Regions from separate parts of the Mus musculus genome. Here all the other regions are linked to region 4. A link is a contact called in public promoter capture Hi-C data. All regions are on one chromosome and are shown on one strand. Each heading gives the region's core, a stretch centred on a gene start, on an enhancer-like site or on the middle of the called end of the contact. The rest is flanking DNA. Distances are from core to core; before and after follow the strand shown. Region 1 has its middle 6.5 kb from the start of C3ar1. Region 2 holds the start of Clec4d (C-type lectin domain family 4, member d). Region 3 holds the start of Nanog (Nanog homeobox). Region 4 holds the start of C1rl (complement component 1, r subcomponent-like).

Region 1 (3,391 bases), core at 65-2,564, 1.6 Mb after region 4:
CTTTTACTTTTAAAACAGATTTACAAGCTAGAGGTAATGGCATATGCTTATAGAGACACAGAGGATTTGAGGCTCATAGTCATCATTGGCTACATAAGCCAAGCCCTCCTTGGGATGCATCAAGAGCTTATCTCAACACACACACACTCACGCAAACACACACGAATACACACACACCTGCATTCAGGCTGAAGCAAGATCACAAGTCCAAGGCCAAAGACCGGATATGGAGTCTGTCTTGACAAAACAAACAGGCAAACAAGAGGGGAGCATTTCTAGGGCTTTCACAGGTGACCAGGAAGAGGATGGTAGGCTTGCCGTGGACAGCTCTCAGTCACATTCTTGTTTCACAGGACAGGAAATGGAAGAGAACTAACTGCACAGCCTATGACGCTGAGTGACAGAGATGCCTAGCTTCTCTCCCTACCATGAGTTCTTAGGCTCCCTGCATCAGCCAAATCACCTTATTCAAACCACTCTCTGAAGTCTACACCCGTGGGCTTACACACACACACACACACACACACACACACACACACACACACACATACACACACGGTAATCATCCACTCTGTTTAATTGTATGCCTAAATAATAGCAAAAAGAAAAAAGCATCTAGGTCGAGCATCTAGGTCAGTGTCAAGTAGCTATTACCATAGCTGGAAGTCATATCCCACCTCCTACCCCCTAGTCTCCTGTTCTTTTCTCTTCCAGTTTTGATCGCTTTCCATGTTGCTCCTTGTGAATCAGCCACAGAACCGTAGGCCGTCCACAGTCTTTGCACTGCTATATTCGATTTAGAAGACAGATCACTCCATACAAGCTCATCCATCTACTCACGTCTCACATTCAAATCTAGCATGTATTTGCTTTTGATTTTCAGAGAAAACAGGCTACGAAGACTATAATTAATTTAATTCTTTTCTGGGAGAATGAACTGTACTACAGCGCTCTAGCACTGACGATGTGAAGTTAATTGATGACTCCTAAAAGGTATTAATGTGACTCTGTGTGTGCATTCAAATTTTCATTTCTCCTCTTCTCCCGCCTCCCCCCCAAAAAAAAACCATCTGGTCTCTGCTCTGGAATTTAAATTTGGATATTCAAAAGGAAAGAAAACAGAACCAAACAACATAAATTCCCCAGGGTTCTTCACAGTTTACCACAAAGCAGATAGAAGCATGAAAATCATCAAAAACAGGAACATTTCACAAGGCAGTCTCAATAATTTGCTTACTGAGGCTAGGGATGTGGCTCAGTGGTGAAAGAGTTGCTCAACACATACAAGACTGTGGGTTCCACCCTCAACACTGCAAAAACAAAAATAGTAATGTCTTTTACTTGGAAAGTAGTAGAAAGAGGACCTAGAATTCAGTCATCCTTGGCTACAAAGGCCAAGCTGGGATAATAGAAATCTCACCTCAAAGCAAAGGGGAACAAAGTTTCTTAAGCAGAGCATGGTGGTAGACACGTAAAATTGCAGCTACTTACTGAGAGCTCATGACCAACCTGAGAAACAAAGTAACGGCCAGACTGATATTAACAGTAATAATAATAAAGTAATAATTTCCTTAATTACCTGAAAATGAAACTGGAAGCTCCCGTGTTTTGAATTGCTGCATATTCTTTTTAAAGATGTATTTATCTTTGTCTCATGTATATGAGTGTTTTACCTGCATGTATGTCATACGTGCACAGTACTGTTGAAAGCCACAAGAGGGCGACAGATACCATGAAACAGTAGTTACAGAAGGTTGTGTGCTGCTGTGTGGGTGCTGGAAACTGAACCTGGGTCCTCTGCAAAAACAGCAAGTGCACTTAACTGCCAAGCCGTCTCTCCAATCTCTGTTTCATAGTCGTTAAAAAACCATAAATCAATAAAGCTGTCTCTGCTCCAGAGACCACTGTAAGGAGTCATATTTATTAACTCTTTGTATTATGTTCAGAAAGCATTTTACTGTTTGTTTGACGGACAGCTAGTCTTTCCTACATTAATGCTCCCAAAGTATATTGTGCAGCCCTAGAAACCCCTACTACAGTATAGTTAAATGCTCTCTTGGAGCTTCAGCATCTCCCACAATGAAGCTAGGGGTATCAAAAGCAGAGTCAGAGAACACAATTATGGTAATGAAGCAATAACTTCCTCTTGTTTGTTGGTGGGTTTAACTGTGCAGCCTCTACTGACATCCAACTCACAGTCCCGTGCATCACCCTCCCAAACAGTGTGATTACCCACAGGGATAGGTTTGCCCACTATCCCTGTGTAGACTTCGTCGTTTATAAGTGGAAAAGATACTCTCAGCACTGTTTCTGGGAGTAAAAACTGGTGACACTCTAGTAGAAACTTTCATATTTTTCAAAAATTATGGGTCTAGAGATAGATGGCTCAGCATTTAACAGCGCTTGCTGATCTTGCAAAGGACCTGGATTTGGTTCCCAGCACCCACATGTAACTTCAGCTCCAGAGGAGTCAACATCTTCTTCTGGCCTTTGAGGGAAACAGGCACAGAGACTGTGTGCAAAACACACTTCATTGACTTGAGGCGTCTCAGGAATCTCAGGTGCTAGCTGAACAGGTCTTATCAGGAGGAAGGAAATTGATCTTGTAATCTAATTGAGGCTATGTGACACTCCTCAGATAGAAGCAATGTGGGGCCTTAGAATTCTCCAGACAAGGTCAAAGAAAGAGAAACCCCTGCTAGTAAAGGGAGTCTCCCATATTACGCCGAGCCCAGAGGCTATCAGGTCGTGATGGACTTCAATCTTAAGTAGCAGAGTTTTCCCACAAAACCCGGTCTCATAAAACAAACCAAGCAGAAAGTGGTTGGTTTCTTCTATAACAGTCATACCACCATTACACTGATGGGCATATCTTGCCACACTGGTCATCATTGTAGTTCACAGGGCTCACAGCTGGGTAAAATTATTGATGGCCATCTCCCCACCTCCCAGCAACCTACCCTCCAGGGTTAGGAAAGCCAGCCAGCAATGAGGAAGCTTGCCGGTCAGTACCAACTTGATTTCTCCGTGTTCTGTAGCCAATGTGGTGTCTTCAACAAGGGAGTCTTCCCATCAGATACCAGAGAGCTACTGAGAACAACAGCAATTGCTTGTACATACCTGGTACTACAAATGTGTTCAAGAACCCATAGTTGGGAAGCACACGGCTCTGGGATTAGACCGATTAAATGAACATAACATCAAACCTCCCTCTAAGTTCTTATCTGCCTATAGATCAGTAAAATCCCCAGTCCTCATCAGAGAACGTTCTTTGTGCAGTATATGGAGGTTAATGCAGAAGTTCACAGTAGTCAAAGCACCGACAATCAGTGTCATGGAGAGCCCAGTCACACACAGAACATTTAGATCACCTCGCATCCTCTCCCCAAGG
Region 2 (3,172 bases), core at 1-2,500, 1.2 Mb after region 4:
CACGTTCTCTCCTTTGCTGCCTTGTCTCTGTAATCCACTCAGTCCACTAAGTGCTGTCTACTGGAATGTTGACTGATCTTGTTAGTTTAATCTTATGCCAAGTCTTGTGCAGGTGACAATAGCTACTAGGAGTTCATGGCTGCAATGGCCATGTCTTATCCAAAAGATGTATCAATAGCTTGCTTATAAGTAATATAATATAATTACTATAATAAAGCATTATTTCACAGTCTCACAGTGCAGATCCAGTAGCATCCTTTAAATCAATCGGGAAACCAGGGAGAGTCTCTGGCATACTATGAGCCTACATCTATATGTTCTATGTACTATTTTTCTCTCTTCTTGTCAAAGGAATCTTCCAAAGTATTTAATTCTCCTTTTCATTTTATCTCATTTCTTTTTAAAATATACTTTATCTCCCCTCTTGCTTCTATCTGATTTTAGGATCTCCTTTCCTTGGTCTTAGCATCTGTTACACAGCTTACCAGGAATCAGCCATGTCCTTTGTCTCCATCAAGGCCATCCTCATTGTGTTCTAATACCCCTCTTCTTAAATCTTTACACTGCCATCAATTCACATTTTAAAATTATAGTCATGAGTACTTAATCTAGTTAAATGTGAAAAGGGCTGAGCATGATCACATATCAACTAAAGACTCAGCCCTCAAAAGTTGGAAGAAAGGAGGTCAAGTCTGAGGCAATCCCAGGCTACACAGAAAATTCAAGACCAGCCTGTGCTACGTAACAAAACTTTATCTTGAAGAAGGAAGAGTTAAGAGAAAGAGGGGCGAAAGACAAGGAGGAAGAGGAGGACCATGGGAAGAAAGGAAGGGGAGAAGAGAAAGAAAGTAGGAGGGGGAAGTGGATGGGTGGATAAATGATTGATAGATAGGTAGATAAATAGATAGATAGATAGATAGATAGATAGATAGATAGATAGATAGACAGACAGACAGACAGATAGACAGATAGACAGATAAAGAGAGAGACTCACATTTCATTTGGGATTCTTCCAGCCACATTATGTGTGTCAAGAGATTCCAGTCTGCTTTTTACTTCTTGCCCAGAGTGTATATTTCCATCACAAGTATCTCTTCAGAAACATTTAAGATTGGACATCAATACATCTGTCTTATTCTGGTAAGATCAGTAAGTGTTCAGTACAAGAGAGCCAAGTGAAAAAGAATAAATCTTAAAAACAGAGTTTCCTCTAATGTACTAGAACACAGGGAGCAAAGAGGAAAAGGAAATTGAGAAAGCAACCCCAAAGCCAGTAAAAACTTCCAGAAGTGTGTCATGTAAGATTTCTCAATGTGTTTTTGCTACTCATATGTCATGTTTTCAAAGGTAGTTTGAGGTAAAATGAGGCTTAGAAAGTTCTCTAGCTCAATGAAATATGTCCAAAATAACAATGAACAAAGCTTTTAACATAGATTTTGTGCACATGGTGCATGTAAAGACATGAAATCCTTTGCTTTAGAACAGAGGAAGAAGTTGGTGAAGCCACTGATTAGATTTCAACATTTTCTCAGGTAAGTGAAAGTAGGCTTGTTACGGCAAAGGAAGAAAAGGTTGTATGATAGACACTATTGTGATCTCTGGTTCCACCTACAGGATTATTAAAGAATGGACATTTGTGTTCCTCCAAACTTTATTCGTTGAAGCCATAAACACTTCTGTTGGTGTTTAAAGGTGGAACCCAGGGAGGTCACTAGAGTTAGCTAAGTTCGTAAGTGGGGAGTCCTTATGATAAAACTACCATGCTTAGAACTCTGTCTCCTCTCACCCTCGTCTCATCTCTCTCCTCTTTCTTCTCTCTTCTCTCCTCTCTCCTCTCCCCTCTCCCTAGTCCCTTCTCTCCTCTACCCTCTCCTTACTCCTTCTCCTTTCCCCAACCCCTTCTAGAATACTGGGACACAGCAAGAGAGCAGCCTTCTCCAAGCTTAGAGAAGGGATCCCACCACAAAGAGACCTTGCACATATAGCCCCCATATATTCATGAGAATAAATATATACCATGCATCTATAGCACTGTTGTTGTGTCTGAACTCAATTATCATAAATACCCAGCAGCTTAGAAATGTTTCTTAAAGTCTATTGTACAGCATATAACACCTTTCCTGATTTTTTTTTTCCTTAGCGTCATAGGAGGCTTGGAGAAAGTAAGATCTGAGTTCTTATTGTGTATTATTCTTGTGTCAAAATTAGCAAAGTGATGGGCCTGTTGGCTAAATTCCATAATTTTCCTAGATAACAGACAGCAAGTTTATCAAGGGGGAAGCAGCAACAAAATCAGAAACAAAACTGAAAATCAGATTCTAAGCTAAGAAATCTTTACAAATGGTAAAAGGCAAAATGGACATCTTGATAGGTCTCCAAAAACAAATTTAACTTCAGTTAACAAAAATAATTTATTTCATTATGACAATGAAATATTTGATTATTATTTGAATGTATAAGGCTCACTATGGATTCACAATTATTCAGAGAATAAATAATTCATATGTCATAAAACATAAATAAATGTTATAGATGTCATCCGTTTTCAATGGATCTCATTCATCAAATAATTATGATTATGCACATTAAAATATGTATTATTTTCTTAAATGAAGACTACATACATATTTCCAGTATAGCTATATAGTGTTTTGTTTTTGTAAAATTAAATAACAGATACAAGAAATTATAAGGCAAGCGATTGTGGGCAGATGAGTCCATTCTGTACTCAGAACAGAAAAGGCCAACATGTGTAAGCCATTACACCTAATAACAGGAAGAGGAAAAAGCCAGGCACCCACACATAGTGAAGGTTCATAATGTACAACAAAAGGGAGTCAAATACATTCATCAGAAGAGTTAACAATGCAGGCTTTCCTCCAGAAGATAAATCCCCAATGTGGCCCTCTGGGTTGTGGCCTTGTGGTTTGGGAAATTGGCAATCAGTGACGCACATAACACGAGCCGGTCATGCATAAGCACATCATTGTGGAAGAGACAAAAACTGCTAAGTCATCTAAGAAATATTTGATTGTATCATCACTACATTATTTGGTAAGCTATTGAGTAAATAGTGGTCCCAGGCTCCAGGTAAGATAGGTTTCTAGAGAGAGCTGGGAAAGGATACAGAGGGTGCTAGAGGTGGGGCAGGTATAGCTGCTGACAGATTGGC
Region 3 (3,565 bases), core at 137-2,636, 1.8 Mb after region 4:
CACTTACAAAGGCTATCCCCACCCGTTCATTCCTAACCCAGCACTTTTCCCACCTCCAAAATCAAAAATTGAGGGAGGCAGAGGCAGAGGCAGGCGGATTTCTGAGTTTGAGGCCAGCCTGGTCTACAAAGTGAGTTCCAGGACAGCCAGGGCTACACAGAGAAACCCTGTCTCGAAAAAACAAAAAAAAACAAACAAAAAAAAAATCAAAAATTGAACCCATAAATCAGAAAAATCAAGATGACAGACATTAACTTAAAAGCTCAGAAAAAAGGGGACACACACTTCCTAGCGCTCCACACACCCAAGCACCGCTGCACACACCCGAGCATCACTGCACACACCCGAGCATCGCTGCACACACCCGAGCATCACAACACGCACCTGAGCACCGTGGCACACACAGCCTAGCAGCCTCTTGGTTCTACCATTTACAAGCCTGAGTACTGGGCTGACTCTGTACAGACAATGAGCTTCAGACCTTGGCTCCAGATGCTAGCTATAAGAATGAATGACTTAAACTGTGTACACTTGTTTGGGGTTTGGAAGGAGCACTGAGCTCACAAACCCAGAACTGCTAAGTGACATCCATATTCCCAAAGGTTGAGAGAAATGCTAACTGCTTCTGCTGGAGAAAACGGCCATTTGGGCAAATTGCAAACTAACTGTATAACCTCACCAAAAAAATGGGGTGCTCATTCCAAGCTAGGATGTTAGGTCTCCCTGCTACTGAAGACACCACTCACTGCCCCCGAACATATTCCAAAGAGCCCAAATATTTAGGTTCTCAAATACACACAAGAGCCTTATATTGCTCCGTCCTGTGTCCCGGATCTCTATTTCAGACTAGAAGGCCAACGTATCACCGGTCAAACTCAGAGGGGTTTCCAGAAGAGTGATAAGGACACCCGCTTATGTTAATGACTACTACGGTTCATAAAGAAGCAATAACCCTTCAGCCCGTTTTTTCTACTCTTACCCTAATTTACTGGGTTCTTCGGGGACTGAATTCCTTACCAGCCTCTGTGCAGAGCATCTCAGTAGCAGACCCTTGTAAGCAAGAATAGTTCTCGGGATGAAAAACTGCAGGCATTGATGAGGCGTTCCCAGAATTCGATGCTTCCTCAGAACTAGGCAAACTGTGGGGACCAGGAAGACCCACACTCATGTCAGTGTGATGGCGAGGGAAGGGATTTCTGAAAAGGTTTTAGGCAACAACCAAAAAACTCAGTGTCTAGAAGGAAAGATCATAGAAAGAAGAGTTAAATGTCTAATGCAAAATTATCAAGAAGTCAGAAGGAAGTGAGCCGCAGCCTTCCCACAGAAAGAGCAAGACACCAACCAAATCAGCCTATCTGAAGGCCAACGGCTCAAGGCGATAGATTTAAAGGGTAGGTCCTGCTCCTCCCCCCTCAAGCCTCCTACCCTACCCACCCCCTATTCTCCCAGGCACCCAGGCGGCACCCACGCCCCACCAGCCCTGTGAATTCACAGTTAATCCCACCTGCAGGGTCCACCATGGACATTGTAATGCAAAAGAAGCTGTAAGGTGACCCAGACTGGGAGGGAGGGAAAGCTTAGGGGGCATCCTCTGATCTAAAGACATCCCCCCCCCCCAAAAAGAGGCTTTACCTCATTTCACTTTATTCATCTTTTAACCACGGCTGCACCTCCAGACCCTGGCGATCTCTAGTGGGAAGTTTCAGGTCAAGTGGGGGATCTGAGTTTCCTCTTCCATTCTTTCTACAGACATGAAAGAGTCAGACCTTGCTGCCAAAGTCTCTGTTTATACACGGCTTTCCTTTCAGCACTCAGCGTTTCTTGCTTGCTCTTCACATTGGGAAACCTGGGGAAATCTTCCCTCCAAAAGTGCGGCTTTTTAACGCAAGTCTGAAGAAAGAGCCTGTGTCCTGCTTAAGACTCGGGCTACCTTAGTAAGTTGGTCCATGCTTTGGTTTTGAGACAGGTTTTTCTCTGTTGCCTTGAGTAGCTTATACTCAGTATGTAGACCAGGCTTGTCTACCACCATGCCCAATTTAAGGAGTGTTTAAATTAATGTAGAGGCCTTCTGTTTTGTTTTGAGACAAGTTCTCACTGTAAAACCTAGGCTGGCTTCAGACTTACTGCAATCCCAAGTGCCTCAGCCGTCTAAGCAATGGAAGAAGAAATTTATCGTATTTCAAATTTGGTTTTGGTCATTTCTTTGAGATAGAGTTTCACGTACCCGAGACTGGCCTCACAGTCTATTGCTCTAGCTGGTCCCAAACTCCTGATCTTCCTATTTCCACATCCCAAGTTCAAAGTTTGCCGATCAGTCCTTGTGCTCACAGATAAGTGAGTGAAAGCACTCTAACCCAGCTTAAGTCGGCTTCTGTGTATAAGCAGAGAGGGAAGGGCCGTCCTCTCGTAACATCTCCCATGTGAAGACTCTACCACAGTGAGTATTGGTAGGAGTGGTTCTTCCTGGGTTTTATTCTACAAAAGACTAAGCTTGAATGGCTCTTTTTGGTTTGGGGTTTTTTTTGGGGGGGGCGGGGCGGAGCGCGGGGGTTGGTGGTGTTTGTTTGAGTTTTGTTATTATTCTAGGCAGGGTTTCTCTGTGTAGCCCTGGCTGTCCTGGGACTTGCTCTGTAGAACAAGCTGGCTTCCAACTCACAGAGAGCCAACTGCCTCTGCCTCCCATGTGCTGGCATTAAAGGCCTGTATGTGCCACCACTGCCGCCATGGCCACCACAGCCACCATACTACTACTGTCTCCACTGCCACCACTGTCTCCACTGCTACCACTGCACCACACCATCATTGCCACCACTGTGCCATGCCACCAATGCCACCACTGTGCCACAGCACCACTGCCACCATCGTCACCACTGTCTGCCTCTGCTGCCACCCCTGCCACCATTACCACCACTTCCCTTCTTCCACTGCCACCAATGCTACCAATACTACCACTGTCAGCACTGCCACCAAGCCACCATTGTTACCACTGCCTCTGCGGCCACCACGGCTGCCACTACCACCGTTGCTACCACTGTGCCACCATGGCTACCACTGCTGCCCCACTACCATTGCCACTAAAGCCTGCAATGCCTCCACTGCCACCACTGCCACCTCTGAGCCACACCAACCCTGCCACCAATGCCATCACTGCCACTACGACCACCACTGCCTCAACTGCTGCCACACTATCACTGTCTGTCACCACTGCCACCAAGGCCTCCACTGCTGCCAAGACCACCACGGCCACTACTGCCTCCATTGCCCAGCCTGACTGAACCTCTTTTTTTTTTTTTTTTTTTTTGAGATTTTTCTCTTTATTCTGATGAACAGTGTGATATAATTAAACCAGCCATTTCCTTTTTTGTTTGTTTGTTTGGTTGGTTGGTTGGTTGGTTTTTCGAGACAGGGTTTCTCTGTGTAGCTCTGGCTGTCCTGGAACTCACTCTGTAGACCAGGCTGGCCTTGAACTCAGAAATCTGCCTGCCTCTGCCTCCTGAGTGCTGGGATTAAAGGCGTGTGCCACCACACCCGGCTAAAGCAGCCATTTCTTGTTTCAATTAGACAC
Region 4 (3,424 bases), core at 485-2,984:
AATTTTTTAAAAAAGTCTTTAAATAAGATTTATAACCTAAGCACTCAGAAGGTTGAGGCAGGAGAACTGTGAGTTCAAAGGTAGCCTGGGTAACTTACTTTTTGTTGAGACAATGTAGCTCAAGCTGGCTGTGAACTTGTTTTGTATAGTTCAGGCTGGCTCTTCCTGACTTAACCTTTTAAGTTTTGGGATAACATGTCTCACTGACCACATCTGGCTAAGATTCTGATTTTTAAAAATTATATGCATATCTTACTTTGATATAAATAAAATTTAACTCAAAAGATAACATACTATGATTTAAAAGAACTCTTATTTTGAATAATGCCCTTGCTGTGATTTTGTGGCCTCTCATCCCAGGTGAACTTGATCGGTCTTCACTTGTTCTTCTGAGGGTGAACATTTGTCATTAATTACATCCAGTTTCCTAACTCAGTAGAGAAAGCACTCAACAAGGTCTAGCTAGGGAGGGTGAGATCCCGGGCCTTTGACAAGATTGTAGAGCAACAATATTTATGTGTCTCTTTGTAAGCTCTCAAAACTCAGGCTCTGCCCCGCAGCCGCCTTCTCTCAGAGCTTGGTGGGTCCCTGCGGATGCCTTGGTGGAACCCTTGGTGAGTTGCCAGGGACGGGTGGGAGGCTGTATACTGAGTGATCAGGCTGTAGCTAGGCCCTAGATCCTCTGACTTGGACACCTTATCTCTTCTCTAGATGGGTGGTTCAGAGCAGAGCTATCACCCACTGCCCATGGGAGGCTCCCTCCCCAGAGCCCCTGCAGCTCTCCACCCCCTTGTCCAGCTCACTGTGACAGAGTCGCCTTCACAGTCTGGGGATGGCTCCAGATCAAAGTCCTGGAAGGTCAGCCTCACAGCAAACCCCTCTGGAGCCTCGATGTCAGTGTGGCTCTCCTGGCCTTTGAGATATGGCTCTGGGTATCCAGGGGATGTCAGTTGCTGTGGTGACTGCTGGGCCAAAAGCACAGAGGCCTGTGTGGGGCAAGTATGGAGGATTCCCCAAAGGAGCCACCAGCACCTGTGAGTGAGCAGGGAAGACAAGGTGAGGTTATACAGCTCTACCAGAGGCTGTGTGTGTATGTTCTGTTGTGGCCAGAGATGATAAAGGCTCCGGAGGCTTAGGGACTAGCAGTTGTGTCCGTGGCCCCAGAGTGTTGGGCACTTCTGGATACCACTTTCCTGAACCGAGTCTGTGTAGGTTCCTATCTGGATTCCTCTGTAGCCCGATCTCCAAGACTGCGGGGTTTCTATCCTATGAAGACATTATTATGGCTCCTTTTCCTTTGTGAGTCTAACCCAGATGGCTTCCTGCCTCAGCCTTTCCTAACCCCCTCCTGGAGTACAAGTTAGGGTCATTTAAATAATTCCTGGCTCAGAGCACTGAACAGGCAAATTCAGTTAGTTCCCTCTGGGTCATCTGTCTACCCTCCGCCCCTCCCTGCCCCCCCACCCGGCCGTGTGTGTGTGTGTGTGTGTGTGTGTGTGTGTGTGTGTGTGTGTGTGTGTGTGTGTGTATACTTATGTAACCCCATGTCCTGCCTTCCTCCCTTCCTTTCTCCCAGCCCCTTTCTTTCTCCAGGGCCCTCTATGGTGCAAACTCACATCTTGCTCATGCAGCTTGTGGTGGGAGAACTCCATAGGCTGTTCTCCAGCTCTGGGACCAGGCCTCTGAACCCTGACATCTGGAACTGGCTAGAGTGCTTGGCTCAGGCCAGGGAGTAGGAGGTGGGGCTAGAGGAGGCCCTTTAGGGAGAAGGCAGAAGTTACTGGAAATGAGTTGAGACTCTGGGTGCAGGTCTGCCACCTGCTGACAGACTCAGGAATAGCTCTCACCATAATTGAAAGGAAAGACCTTTAAAACACGTGAGAGAGCAGAGTATGTGCACATGTACACATATGTACACATGACCTTTGGCTCTTTGCTTTTTTTTAGGGGGATGGGAGCTGAGATAGTCTTGCAAAACCTGGACTGGGCCTCCAGCTTGCTATTAGTGGAGGCTCTGCCTCCTCTCTAGCATTAGAATTACACCACACCTAGATCTTGGTTGTATTTTTGAAACAGGGTCTCACTTTGTAGCCCAGGCTGTCCTAGAACTCACTCTGCAGACTAGACTGGGCTCCAAATCATGCCAATCCTGCCGCCTTAGCCTCCAGAGGGCTGGGATCACAAGGACTTGCATACCCAGTTCTTCTGGAATATTATTAACTATATGTTTGTATCGTGGCTTGTGTGACACTTCTTATGACTCTACTGCTGCCTTTAATGAACTAATCTCTCCTCCCCCCTCATTTACCCCAGCAGTCTGCCTCTTGGAGAACTTGAAGTGTGTGACTCAAGAACCCCCGAGTCTTTCTTTCCTCTCCTTCTTGGTCAAGAACCAGTGAGTTCGGGCTGGAGAGATGGCTCAGCGGTTAAGAGCACTGACTGCTCTTCCGGAGGTCCTGAGTTCAAATCCCAGCAACCAGATGGTGGCTCACAACCATCCTTAATGAAATCTGACGCCCTCTTCTGGTGTGTCTAAAGACAGCTACAGTGTACTTACATATAATAGTAAATACATTTTTGGGCCGGAGCGAGCAGAGGTCTTGAGTTCAATTCCCATCGACCTCATGATGGCTCACAACCATCTGTGCACTCATATACATAAAATAAATAATAAATCTTTTTTTAAAAAAAGAAGGGGTGAGTTCATGCATTTTGTCATTTTGAGTCCCTACCACAACATCTGGAGGCTCCTCATATAGCAGGCTGTGGTCCATCCCCAGGAATCTCTGAATCCCTCGGGACTCACCTCAGCTGTCAACCCAAGCTGTAAGGTTAATCATATCAGGAGTCACAGCGTGAGTGAGAGGATTTTTCCCTGCACCCCCTGCCAAGGGAAGACACACACCCGTGGCTTGGTGAGCGTGGGAGGGTTAAGGATGCAGAGGTGAGCATGGGGGTGGTTAGGGAGCACAGGCAGAGGTGAGTGTGGGAGGGTTAGGGAGCACTGCAGAGGTGAGCATGGGGAGGTTAAGGATGCAGAGGTGAGCATGGGGGTGGTTAGGGAGCACTGCAGAGGTGAGTGTGAGAGGGTTAGGGAGCACTGCAGAGGTGAGCATGGGGAGGTTAGGGAGCATAGGCAGAGGTGAGTGTGGGAGGGTTAGGGAACACATGACGAGGTGAGTGTGTTAGGGAACACGTGCAGACATGGCTTGTCTAGTTCTTAGGAGGCAGGTGTGCAGAAGGATTTGCATTCTAGACTCACACACCAATCTGAGAAGAGCGAGTTGCTTCTTCCGTCTTGCATGTGGTCGTGTGGTTTCATTACACACAAAGTATGGTTTGAATGAGGATGGTTCCCGATAGTGGAAGAGACTGTGGCCTTGTTGGAGGAGGTGTGTCACTGGGAGTGTGCTGTGGGGTTTCA

Evidence for each region. Promoter capture Hi-C pulls out the DNA fragments that hold promoters and counts their contacts.
Region 1: a contact with region 4 is called in a promoter capture Hi-C map of hippocampal neurons, with 3 times the contacts expected there. The contact joins the enhancer-like site here to the promoter of C1rl in region 4. A contact is called at or near these places in 7 of 39 promoter capture datasets (the 3T3-L1 cell line, 3T3-L1-derived adipocytes, cranial neural crest and 3 more), 3 of 115 datasets of contacts at active chromatin or transcription factors (astrocytes, forebrain and pancreatic cancer cells) and 1 of 9 other capture datasets (embryonic stem cells).
Region 2: a contact with region 4 is called in a promoter capture Hi-C map of the HPC-7 cell line, with 5 times the contacts expected there. The contact joins the promoter of Clec4d here to the promoter of C1rl in region 4. A contact is called at or near these places in 2 of 39 promoter capture datasets (the HPC-7 cell line and neutrophils) and 1 of 115 datasets of contacts at active chromatin or transcription factors (bone marrow-derived dendritic cells).
Region 3: a contact with region 4 is called in a promoter capture Hi-C map of embryonic stem cells, with 2.9 times the contacts expected there. The contact joins the promoter of Nanog here to the promoter of C1rl in region 4. A contact is called at or near these places in 2 of 39 promoter capture datasets (cranial neural crest and embryonic stem cells) and 1 of 115 datasets of contacts at active chromatin or transcription factors (embryonic stem cells).

The regions. Positions count from the first base shown.
Region 1 is chr6:122,860,959-122,864,349 of GRCm38.p6, reverse strand. No RefSeq gene overlaps it. Among named protein-coding and RNA genes, the nearest start is that of C3ar1, 6.5 kb to the right of the region's middle. Within about 2 kb of position 1,314, at least 51 of the 459 cell types and tissues checked have an H3K27ac peak or open chromatin away from gene starts, as enhancers often do.
Region 2 is chr6:123,260,185-123,263,356 of GRCm38.p6, reverse strand. It overlaps Clec4d (C-type lectin domain family 4, member d), which reads right to left and starts at 1,250. Exons shown (of 6, transcript NM_010819.4): 1 at 995-1,250. The coding sequence starts at 1,022.
Region 3 is chr6:122,705,386-122,708,950 of GRCm38.p6, reverse strand. Nanog (Nanog homeobox) reads right to left here and starts at 1,386. Exons shown (of 4, transcript NM_028016.3): 1 at 1,018-1,386. The coding sequence starts at 1,168. RefSeq lists promoters at 1,246-1,436, 1,352-1,578, 1,241-1,646, 1,309-1,690, 1,172-3,565, cis regulatory regions at 1,495-1,502, 1,588-1,593 and an enhancer at 1,513-1,550.
Region 4 is chr6:124,491,423-124,494,846 of GRCm38.p6, reverse strand. It overlaps C1rl (complement component 1, r subcomponent-like), which reads right to left and starts at 1,734. Exons shown (of 6, transcript NM_181344.5): 1 at 1,617-1,734; 2 at 804-1,032. The coding sequence starts at 1,696. Gm44096 (a long non-coding RNA gene) reads left to right here and starts at 445. Exons shown (of 3, transcript XR_003956364.1): 1 at 445-614; 2 at 712-1,056; 3 at 2,317-2,694.